2 separate regions of the Gossypium arboreum genome follow, and region 2 is linked to region 1. The links are chromatin contacts, called in public Hi-C maps. All regions are on one chromosome and are shown on one strand. Each heading gives the region's core, a stretch centred on a gene start, on an enhancer-like site or on the middle of the called end of the contact. The rest is flanking DNA. Distances are from core to core; before and after follow the strand shown.

Evidence for each region. A called contact is a pair of places that touch in the nucleus more often than the background predicts.
Region 2: a contact with region 1 is called in a Hi-C map of leaf, with 3 times the contacts expected there. The contact joins the promoter of LOC108460849 here to the promoter of LOC108460239 in region 1. A contact is called at or near these places in 3 of 5 Hi-C or Micro-C datasets (all in leaf).

What each region holds. Positions count from the first base shown.
Region 1 is chr4:99,230,891-99,236,354 of ASM2569848v2, reverse strand. LOC108460239 (ethylene-insensitive protein 2) reads left to right here and starts at 1,835. Exons shown (of 9, transcript XM_017759662.2): 1 at 1,835-2,300; 2 at 3,085-3,851; 3 at 4,196-4,282; 4 at 4,392-4,502; 5 at 4,581-4,710; 6 at 4,713-4,792; 7 at 5,276-5,452. The coding sequence starts at 3,603.
Region 2 is chr4:99,709,798-99,715,219 of ASM2569848v2, reverse strand. It overlaps LOC108460849 (29 kDa ribonucleoprotein A, chloroplastic-like), which reads right to left and starts at 3,250. Exons shown (of 5, transcript XM_017760527.2): 1 at 2,778-3,250; 2 at 2,297-2,398; 3 at 1,530-1,826; 4 at 1,209-1,310; 5 at 831-1,029. The coding sequence starts at 3,155. The coding sequence ends at 1,248. It overlaps LOC108459923 (a long non-coding RNA gene), which reads right to left. Exons shown (of 4, transcript XR_001867435.2): 4 at 5,002-5,180.

The DNA of each region.
Region 1 (5,464 bases), core at 586-3,085:
AATATTTATTTTTAGATATTTTACTATACTTTTATAAGACACTTGTCGACCATTAACTCTTTGTAGAATCTAAAACTCTACTTGATAGTATATCAAATATTTTCCTTAAATTGTTTCATTTATATTGAAAGAGATTAAATTATTTTTTTAAACAATATTATTTGATGCGTTGTTAATGCATAAATATTATGCACCATCAATGAACAATAATATAATATATTATAATTAAATTAAGTAAAAATATGGAGGACTTATAAATAAATATTGATAGTTTTATTTAAATATGATTAAACATTAAATGTAACTATTATAAAAATTATTAATAACTCTCGGATTTAGAATCTTGGGTTTAAGGTCTAAAGTCTTGGGTTTTAACATTTATTAGTATCTTTTAAGTCCTTCACTATTTTTTATATTATTTAATGATGATGTGTTGTGATATTATTTGTCGATGGTATATGAGACTTATGCATTGAGCATCAAATATTATTCCTTAATAAATAATGTTAATTATTAGGAAAAGTATACAAATAGTCATCAAAACTAAGGTTAAGTTCATGCTTTTGCAACCCAACTATCAAAAGTTATATTATGATCACTTACATTGTTGAATTATTAAATTTTGATCACCTATTAGTTAACTGTTCTATTGTTATCCCTTAATGAAATAATGATGTTGTATGTTAACTCAATCACTAATAACTAATTTGATCCCAAAAGTATAATCAAAAGGTTGTTTATAAGAATATTCATAGTTGGTTAAAATTATAGGTGAATTTAGGGGCTAGTAGGGTCTTAGTTCCCTAAAATATAAAATTGCTATTTAAATTCTTAATTTTTAAAAAATTTAAATTAGTAAAGTTAAAATTACACTTTACCCCTAAAATTATAAAAATTTCATTTAATCCTTTAAAATTATAAAGATATTGACTATAAAAATTAAAATTTCATTTGCCCTAAAAATTATTTTAGCTTCACCCTAGTTAAAATGAATTAGAAAACAATATTTCTTGGATATATATTTACTGATTATATACTTAGTTGTAAATCAAAAAATCTATTGGTTAAAAAGAAAATAACAAATGACAGGTACAGATTTACCATATCTACGACAAAATAACTCATCAGCCTTTTGCACATTATCTCTATATTATTTTGTCCTTCAGTGTTCACTTACACACATGCTTTTAGAGTATTATTAGGTCTTCAACACACTTTTTCTACACTAAGATACAAAAGGAAAAGTGGATTCATTTGATTGTAACAATAATAGCAAAAGTTGTTCTATTTCATTAAAAAGAACTTTACAATAATTAAAATACAAAATTTTCACTTACAATCTCATCAAGTTTGATTAAAACTTTTAGAATTTATAAAATTTTAAAATTTTTGCATAATTATAATTTTAAAAATAAGTTATCAACTTTCAAGTGTTTTTAAAGAATTTTATCATACTTTTATACTTTTGTATATTTTTAGATTATGGTTAGAAAATATTAAAACACTAAATTATAAAATGACGGTTTAGAGATTGAATTAATTATTAAACTTTGAGTTAATATGTCGTCTCATTATTTTGCTAAAAAATAAGAAGTTAAGTTGATCAAATTTAATAACTTGATACCATTTATAACGTGAATGACGACATCGTAACTTTTGATAATTGTGAGACAATAACGTAAACTTAACCTTAATTATCATTTTATAAAATTTACCCTAATTATTAACATAAAAGTTTATACAAATAAATAATAATCCATTAAATGTATATAAATGAAATGAGAGAAGTTGGATTAATTGTAATGCTGAAATTTGTGGGATATCCTCGAGATTTGTTGGAACTGTTTTGATGTCAATAACCTTTTAACTGTCTGTCTTTAAACTTTTTCTAGCTTTTTGTTTTGTCTTTCATCTGGACACATTTTCTTCTTCGCTTTGATTAGTATTTAGTAGTGAAAGTTTTCTTTTTTCACATATTATATATAAATAAATTTCCTCTTTTCTTCAACATGGCGTGGCATGGCTTGGAAAGAGCCCCCACACCCTTGAAAATATATTTATATAATTATATATTTATCTATCTGAGATGATCATGTATCTATCCTCTTTTTTTCTCTCTTTTTCTTTTTCGCTCTCTCTCTCTCTCTCTCTGTTTGTGAAGAAAAATATATAAATAAAACCCAGTGGGTTGAGAAATCCCTCTTCCTGAAGATCTACTTTTGTTAATACCCAAACTTAGATAGAGATTGCAGAGAAAAGGATAGCAGATAAGCTCTCTCTGTCCCACTTTTTACCGTAAGGTAAAATCAAAAAACAATTTTTTTACTTCCCCAAAGGCCTAAACCCTAATCCAATTCGAGTCTTCTTTTTCCTTATGATTTACTTGTTTCTTCTTTTTTGTTTAATTATTTTGGGTTTTTTTTTGTTTTCTTGCTTTATGCGTAATCTACCTTGGAATTTGTGCAAACATTTTTTCCTTTTTTTTAAAGTTATTGAGCTGAATCAGATCCAGGGTCTTGATTTTTATTCATATTGGTTCCTTAGTGCTTTGTTCATTTGGGTGGGGTTTTACACTTTTGCTTGCTTTGGGACGTTTTAGGAAGATCTGAGTTTTGTTTTTAAGTCCAAGGTTTTTGTTTCGTAATTTTCGTGTGGGGGTACTTTTGGGGTTTGTGGTTTTGTATGAAGCTGTATTTTATTCTGTCTTCTGGTTGTTTATTTTGGTTTGTTTTTGTGTGCTGATCTTTATCACTATTGATTAGCATTGATGCTGAAATTTAGTTTGCAAAGTGAACTTGTGATGATGCTGAGGGCTTACACCCTTGAACTAATTCACACTATACTTTTTTCTTTTTGAATAATCTGGTTAACCGTACCGGTTTGTGAAATTTATGGTGTTCACTGTATATTGGACTCTGCTGATTTTGTTTTGAAGCTTGACCAAATGGTTTAATCATGATTTATGCTAGAATTTGGTTCTGATTCGTTTTACATGTTGGTTTTGATGCTTTAATTCCTTTTTCTTGTAGTTATGTTCCAAGGCTGATGGTTTTGACTGATTTGATTCAGGTTTTGACTTTGTAGGTGCTTTCGTTGGAGGAATTTGTTTGGATTATTTGTTGTTCTACTCAGGGACTGGAGATGGGTGTATCTGCCCTTTGATACTGATTCAAGTTATTGGTAAAAGTCCTGCGAGAGTTGGAATATTCACCAGCCCCTATATGGTTGTGGCTGAGGCTGCAATTTTGATTCTGTCAGCAGTTGCGGTGGCACTGATTCTTGGGAAGTGCATTTTAGATGCTCGCTAGTCCTGCTGTGCCAGGGCTTTTGTTTAATGTACATTCGTTTGATAGCAAGTCTTGCAGAAAATGGTCTCGACTGTTTGCTTTTTCTTGCAAAATTATGTTTAATCAAATAACTTGCTAATATCTAGCTGAATACCTTATGATGGATAGCTTCTTTCTTACGAGATTTAGTCATTGTGAACAACCATGTAATTGTAGTACTTCTTGAGCATTGGAGGTTCTGTGCTATTCTGAAGATGGAATTTGAAGCGTTGCTGCACTGTAACTAGCATATCGTCTGAATTTCTAGTTGACAAAATGGAAGCTGAGGGAGGAAATGCTAACCACCAACGAGGTGCCCTTCATCAGATGTTCCCTGTTGTTTTACCTGTTCTTCTAATATCAATTGGATATGTTGACCCTGGGAAGTGGGTTGCCACTGTTGAAGGAGGTGCACGGTTTGGTTTTGACCTGGTAGTTCCCATGCTTCTTTTTAATTGTGCTGCCATTTTGTGTCAATATCTGTCAGCTAGAATTGGTGTGGTGACTGGGCGTGGTCTTGCTCAGGTATTCTTTTCACGCTTGTGCATTTTACAAGAATAAAAAGATTAGGAATTATTCTGTTTGTAAGACAATTTCTTTGACAACCGTTATACTGATCTGTGTACTTGTAGAACTCTTATAAAGTAACAACATGATTTAGTTAAATTCTCCAATGTTGTTTAATTATTTTTCTGCCTAGATTAAAAAGCATAAGAACTCCTTTTTTACAAATGCATGCTTATTTATCTTTAATTAAGTGCTTATATATAACCAGAATGTCATGTGCAAAGGTGCTTGTGCTTATTTGTGGACTTGTGTTTTACTCTTTTCATGATACATATTTATTTCTTAATTTATGGCGATGATAGATTTGCAGCGATGAGTATGACAAGTCCACTCGTTTATTCCTTGGAGTTCAAGCAGAGCTTTCTGTGGTTGCGTTGGACCTTACCATGGTAGCTTTCTTTTCTAAACTATGATGAAAGGAAGTTATAATTCTTTTTATTTGCACTTAATATAGTGATATTTGTTCTATTCTCATGAAAAATGTCTATATTTTCCCAGGTCCTGGGTGTCGCACATGGGATTAATCTTCTCTTCGGGGTGGATCTGTCCACTGGTGTTTTTCTAGCTGCTCTTGATGCTGTTTTATTCCCAGTTTTTGCCTCCACCTTGGTATGCTAAACTGCTTTGTTTTATTGCACAATCTCTCCCTTGCAACATCATAGCAGTCTAAACAATTTTCAACATTAGGATCACTGCAGGGCAAGTTTCCTATGCATCTATGCAGCAGGTTTCATATTGCTTTCTTATGTTTTTGGAGTGCTCCTCAGTCAACCAGAAATTTCTATTTCCATGCTTGGGATGCCAACAAAGTTGAGTGGGAGAGTGCATTTGCCCTGATGAGTCTTCTTGGAGCAAGCATCATGCCTCACAATTTTTATCTACATTCTTCTATTGTTCAGGTATCTGCAATTGGACTTGTATATGCATCTATGTGCACGAGTCTTGTATATGGGCCTTTATATTTCAGTTTTAATGGATTGGAGACTCCTGTATTATCTGTAAATTTATTTCAACTAAGAATTTGACATTTTCTTTGTCAATACTTGGATTTTAGAAGCCTTTTTAGAATCTTTGCATGTGGATGCTGTCCTTGTAGATTCACTACAATCTGAGTCAAATGCATGTATAATTTTCCTCAATTAGTGGTCTTCTATAGTTATGACATTGTTCTCAAATATAGGGTAGGCTTATGTTCATTGCACCATGCTTAAATGTTATGGGGCATACAATTCTCGAACTGCGGGACAAATTGGTGCACCTTATATCTTTTATGCTTGCAATATCATTTGGTTTTGTTTTGTGGTCCTGCCTTTTTGCCTTTTGGAGTTCAATATTATGCTATTCATTCTCAGCTCTCTGAAGTTTTGTTCTCCTGTCCACAGGAGCATCTGGGACCACCAAATACTTCTAAGAGTGCCTTATGTCACAACCATCTTTTTGCCATCTTATGCGTCTTCGGTGGAATTTATCTAGTAAATTATGTGCTGATGAATTCAGCTGCAAATGTGTTCTACAATGCTGGCCTTGTCTTGGTTACTTTTCATGATGCAATGGAGCAGGTTAATTTCTTT
Region 2 (5,422 bases), core at 2,001-4,500, 480 kb before region 1:
TTGTCTAGTCTATAATAATTTATTACTTTTTTATGGTTTCATTATTTACTACAATATTATTAATATATCACTACAACAATTTTAATTATTTGTTAATAAGCTTTATTTTTTTAAGTTGATTTAAATTTTAATAACTAAATTGTAGGTTAACAAACTATATTTTAATTAAACAAAATTATTTTATTTTAACATACCTAAATTGAGAAATTTTATTCAATTTGAAGTAAATTTTATTTGCATTCTATTTTTGGATTTAAGTTTAAATAATATAATAAAATTAGATAACATATTTTTAATAATTTTAAAATTTCAAAAGAGATTTTATACGAGACCATAACAAAAGATATTTAATGATAACGCTTAAAACCTAAACATGATAGCCAGTGGGAACAATTTGACAACTACATGAGCAAATATAGATATTTGTTATTTTAGTTATAAAATTAGATATTTATGGTATATTGAGAAAATTATTTTACAAAAAAAAATTATGATATCTTTTGATTTTATAAGATATAGATAGTAATTTAAATTAATATTATCAGATAAGATTGTTAATATACTAATTAATTTATGAATTATTAAACATTCACATTTCAACTGAAACTTAGAAAACTAATTGTCCTTGTTCTTATAGTGAGCTCCCTTCTTTCCATTGCAGTATGGTGTGTGAAGAAGGGAGGCTACTAAATGAATTATAGGTGATTAAAAGGGAAGAGTTTGTCAGCTCCCTTCTTGATATATTATCCAATTCATGGATGTATATCCCCATGGCTTTTAGATAAAAAGAAGCACAAATTCACACCCTCTCTAGAAACTGCTAAAAGAAATGCTAACTGGAAATCCCACACTTGAATAAACAAAATTAAGGCGCATGTCAGTCACTGAATCATGATACTTTTGGAACATATGACCAAAATATTTCAATTGATATTATCATCTCGTCATCGGCTCTTTCTAATCTAATCTAAGCACAGATTGCGAATACCATCCAAATGCAGCTGCTACAATTTGCATGTTTGTAGATTCCTAGGAACATAAAGAGTTGTTCTCAGTGTGTGTGATAAAAATGCAATCCAATAAAAAACATATAAGCAACACATACCAGAATAAATATTAAGCTTTGAAAACTGAACATCTATAACCCATGGATGAAATATAAAAAAAAAGGAAAGACCAATTAAGTGCCCAAAGATTTAGACTCATACCCAAAGAACTTTAGCAGTACCGGTAGATACCAGTTGCACTCAAAATTGACGCCTTGGCCTAGACTCGGCCACTGAGACTCGAATTGGTCTGCCATCCAACTCCTGCATCAAACAAATTTTTTTAAGCAATTCACAGTCATTAATGAAGTTATTAGATTTCTGTAAGTAGCAGTTTTGTACAAAATCAAGTATATTAAAGTCAATAATGATACTGAAAAAGTATATAGCAGCCAAATGACCTATCTTATCCAGCATCTACTAATTGACTCTAAATTGCTATAAACATTCATGGATTAGAACTCAAGGTAACGATTAACTTACAACACCATTAAATGTTTTGACAGCACCATCCACCTCTTCACTAGAATTGTAAGTTACAAAGCCGAAACCCCTTGATCTACCACTTTCCCTGTCATAAACAACTTTTGCTTCCACAACCTTGCCTTGCTCACTGAACAAGGTCTCCAGTGCTAAATCATCAACGCCCCACGAAAGGTTACCAACATAGACACGATTTGAAGCACCCATGGTTGAACCACCTCTCGCCCTAGGAGAAAATTCTTCCCTACGAGGAGGAGGTGGTCCAGAGTTTACCCTCAACGCTCTCCCTTCAAGTTCCTGCAATCAGCAAGTGTAAACACAAGAAAATTTTATGATAACCTCGATTCAAACTTCTGATAGAAACTATAACCTTATACCAAAACTGATAACGTCACAGGGGTATTAGATATTAATACAGTCAAAAACTTAAGCATACTCGATATTGCGAAACACCCTTTTTCCATCCACTATGCTGGAAAAGAGAAAGTTGAGGAAACTAGAACAAATAAAAATGGAAGTTTTTTATATTCAGATGCTGAAAAAATTCATTTGCCGCAGTGGGTTCCAAGGCCAGAACATAAATGTCAATCCTCAAATTGTTCTAAAGATGACAAATATGCAAATCTTCATCCATGCGTACTCTAAACCGAAAGAGGATAACCATATTTGTTTAAGTAGCATGTAAACGAAGCAATTAAATTATTAAATGTGCAAAATACTCTTTAAGTTCGCATATCTGCATATGAACACCCCAAAAGATGACTTACATAGCCATTGAACTGTTGAGCAGCAGCTTCCACTTCCTCAGTAGTAGACATGGTTACAAAACCAAATCCCCTACTTCTCCCAGTTACCTTGTCATAAATCACCTGTCAAAAGCAATAATTTCAACACATCAAAACGGAGTGTACATCTAGTTTGTTAACTTCCCAAATGATTGGAGTGAAGCAACAAGGTCCATATTTCAATGGATGCTCAATTAAATCACTAAATGTATATCATGACCCTTCAATTGGCTAAATGTCTTTTTAATTATTCAATTTTCATCTCGAAATTAAAAGTTTCTTCCATACTATAATTCAACATATCAGAAATAAAGGTTCATACTATGCTTGAATTCAAACTAAAGGGCAAGCCTCTGTGTGAAAACAGAACATGATGAAAACAAAGCAAGTCATTCATAAACATAAACATAAACATGGTGAATTACAGGTAAAAGCAAAGGGGGAAAAAGAAAAAAAAATTTACCTCAACCATCTGAACATTTCCAGCACTTCCAAACAAGCCGGCAAGCTGAGCACTATCCACACTAAAAGGAAGATTGCCCACAAAAAGTTTCAAGTCAGGGGAGAACCTAGTAGCCTCTTCATCATCACTACCAAATAAACCCTCTTCCTGACCGTACTCAGATGAAACGGAAACGTTTCTAACAAAATTAGAAGGAAAAGAAGAAGACTTTTTTGTTAAAAGCGTGAAACTTTGAAGAGAGGAAGAAAAGAGAGGCTTTGCATGGAGGCGGTGGGAAAGAGAGAAGGGGGACAGTGAAATGGGAGTTGGGTTTGGTAAAGATATGGTTTTGGGTTTGAGAGATGGGAGGATGAGAGATGAAGCAGATGTTGCAGACATTTTAGCCTTTGTTTCTGCTTTAGCCAAAGAGAAGATAAGGTTTTTGAAATGGGAGAGAGGGTTTAAGAAGAGCAGCTTACATTATAGATAGTTTTATAGGAGGAGAAGTTGCCTGCTTGTCTATCTTGCCGCCGGTACTTCGGATTACATATCGTGAAATCGGGGCCGTTAGATTTTTGTTGATAAGATATTAGATTGCGATAGATTTTAGATATTTTGCTGAGGGAAAAGGCTTTGGGTTTGAGCGACATTTGCATAGGGCCACAGCCCCTCAAACCCAAATGAAAATGGACTAATTAGAACTGTATTTTATGTTTCTAAATTACAACCTCCATCAAAAAATTAATTTTTTTTTTAATTTTAAGTTAATCGAATTGAGTTATTCGAATTATTCAAGTTAAATCAAATAGGTAATTCAATTTTTGAATTCGAATCGAGTTAAATTTTACAATTTGAATAACTTGAATAATTCAAATAACATATTGGTATAAATACCCTTTTAGTTCTTATTGAGTTTGAAAATGAGCAAATTAGTCTTTCTCCCAACAAAAATTACAAAATAATTCAAAATAATTTTTAAAAATAAAAATATTTATAAAAATTCAAAAATTATAAAAATTTCAAAAAAATATAAAGAAAGTTAAAAATAAAAAAATTCTAGAATAATAATTTTGGGATTTAAATAAGTTAATTAATTATTTTTTATTAATTTACTTTGAAAAAGTTTTCAAATATATGTGGTTTCAAATTTATGTGTTGTAACATAAAATTAGTTATATTGATTTTAATTTGACGTGTTTAAATTTTTAATTTAACTCGAACAGTTCACTCGATTCGATTTGACTCGAATTTCATTTCACTCGACTTGATTCGAAAAAATCTTAAATTGATTTAGATGATAAAATATGACTTGTCAACATAATTAACTCGATTCGATCGAACACTCACATGGGTGTATTCACTTCGATTTAATTTTTAACAAAAATTGAATTAAAATTTTTCATTTTCTTTTTAACTTTTGAAATCAAAATTGTATTGAATAAAAATGGAAATACCCAAAACCAATAATAGCGGTTTGATTTTAAAATTTTGAGTTTTGTCAAAAAAGAATCATCTTCTTTTGAACCCCAAAGTTCTAATATATATATATTTTTATTTCATAATAATCATAATGCATGCTCTTAATTCATTTATACATTTACGAGGTAAATTAAATAATTACATTAATATTATAATCATTCATAAAACCATTTAAAAATCATTTTAAGTTAAGTTATTAAGTTAATAAATCATTTAAAGTTGTTAAAAGAAAAGTTAATACATAAATTATTGATATATCTAATGTTTTACTTACCATTCTTTTAATTAATTATAATCGAATCATTACAATATGCCATATACTTTTTAAATTTATAACTATCAAATATATATTCAACAACTTGTGTATAATTGTTTCTTTTATAAATAAAATATTTATAAAGTTTAATGAACTATTTTTTAAAATTAGAATTATGCTTATAATTATGATTATTATTTTAAGAAATGATTTAGTTGCTGTGAAATATTTTAACTTTTTGTATAAAATGGTTCCAAGAGGAGAAACTGAACTTAAACTGAATTGTGCAATTTGAGTAATAACATTAACATGAAACTGAACCGAACATTATAAAACCTGAACCGAATAATATAAAACCTAAACCAAATTGAATATATCAGATCAAATTGGTTTTTAGATTCTTTTAGTTTCTTTGCTCAATCCTACGGCCAACAATTGGAGACTTCTCTAAATATTTGGATCGAGTTCAAATATTAAATTTATCATTATTAGGAAATTTTTATCTAAATATTATTTTTACCCAAATAAAATTAATCTTAGACGGTAAAACAAATGAAAATAGTTGTGGATTTATAAAAAAAGTTCCAAAGCTAAGTTTGAAGTGGAAACTATAGAGAAAAGATGAACACCAACAACAGCCCCGCTAAACATCACCGTATTTTTTATTTCCTCAACGTTGTTGCATTTATCTGCAAATAATGTCGTGCATATTAAAAAAAAAAAATGAAACTGATTACGTTAAAATTATGTGCATTACGCGGATTGAATGAAATGTCAAAGGACTTCTTGGACAACTCCTACTCTACTCTACTCTAGATTACATCATATGAATGATTGGACACTTGAAATTTTCACTAGTTTCTTGACAGCAAGCAACGCCAAACATCACTAGTTCCTTGCAACTAAAGTGGTCCATGGCCGTTCAGGCCAG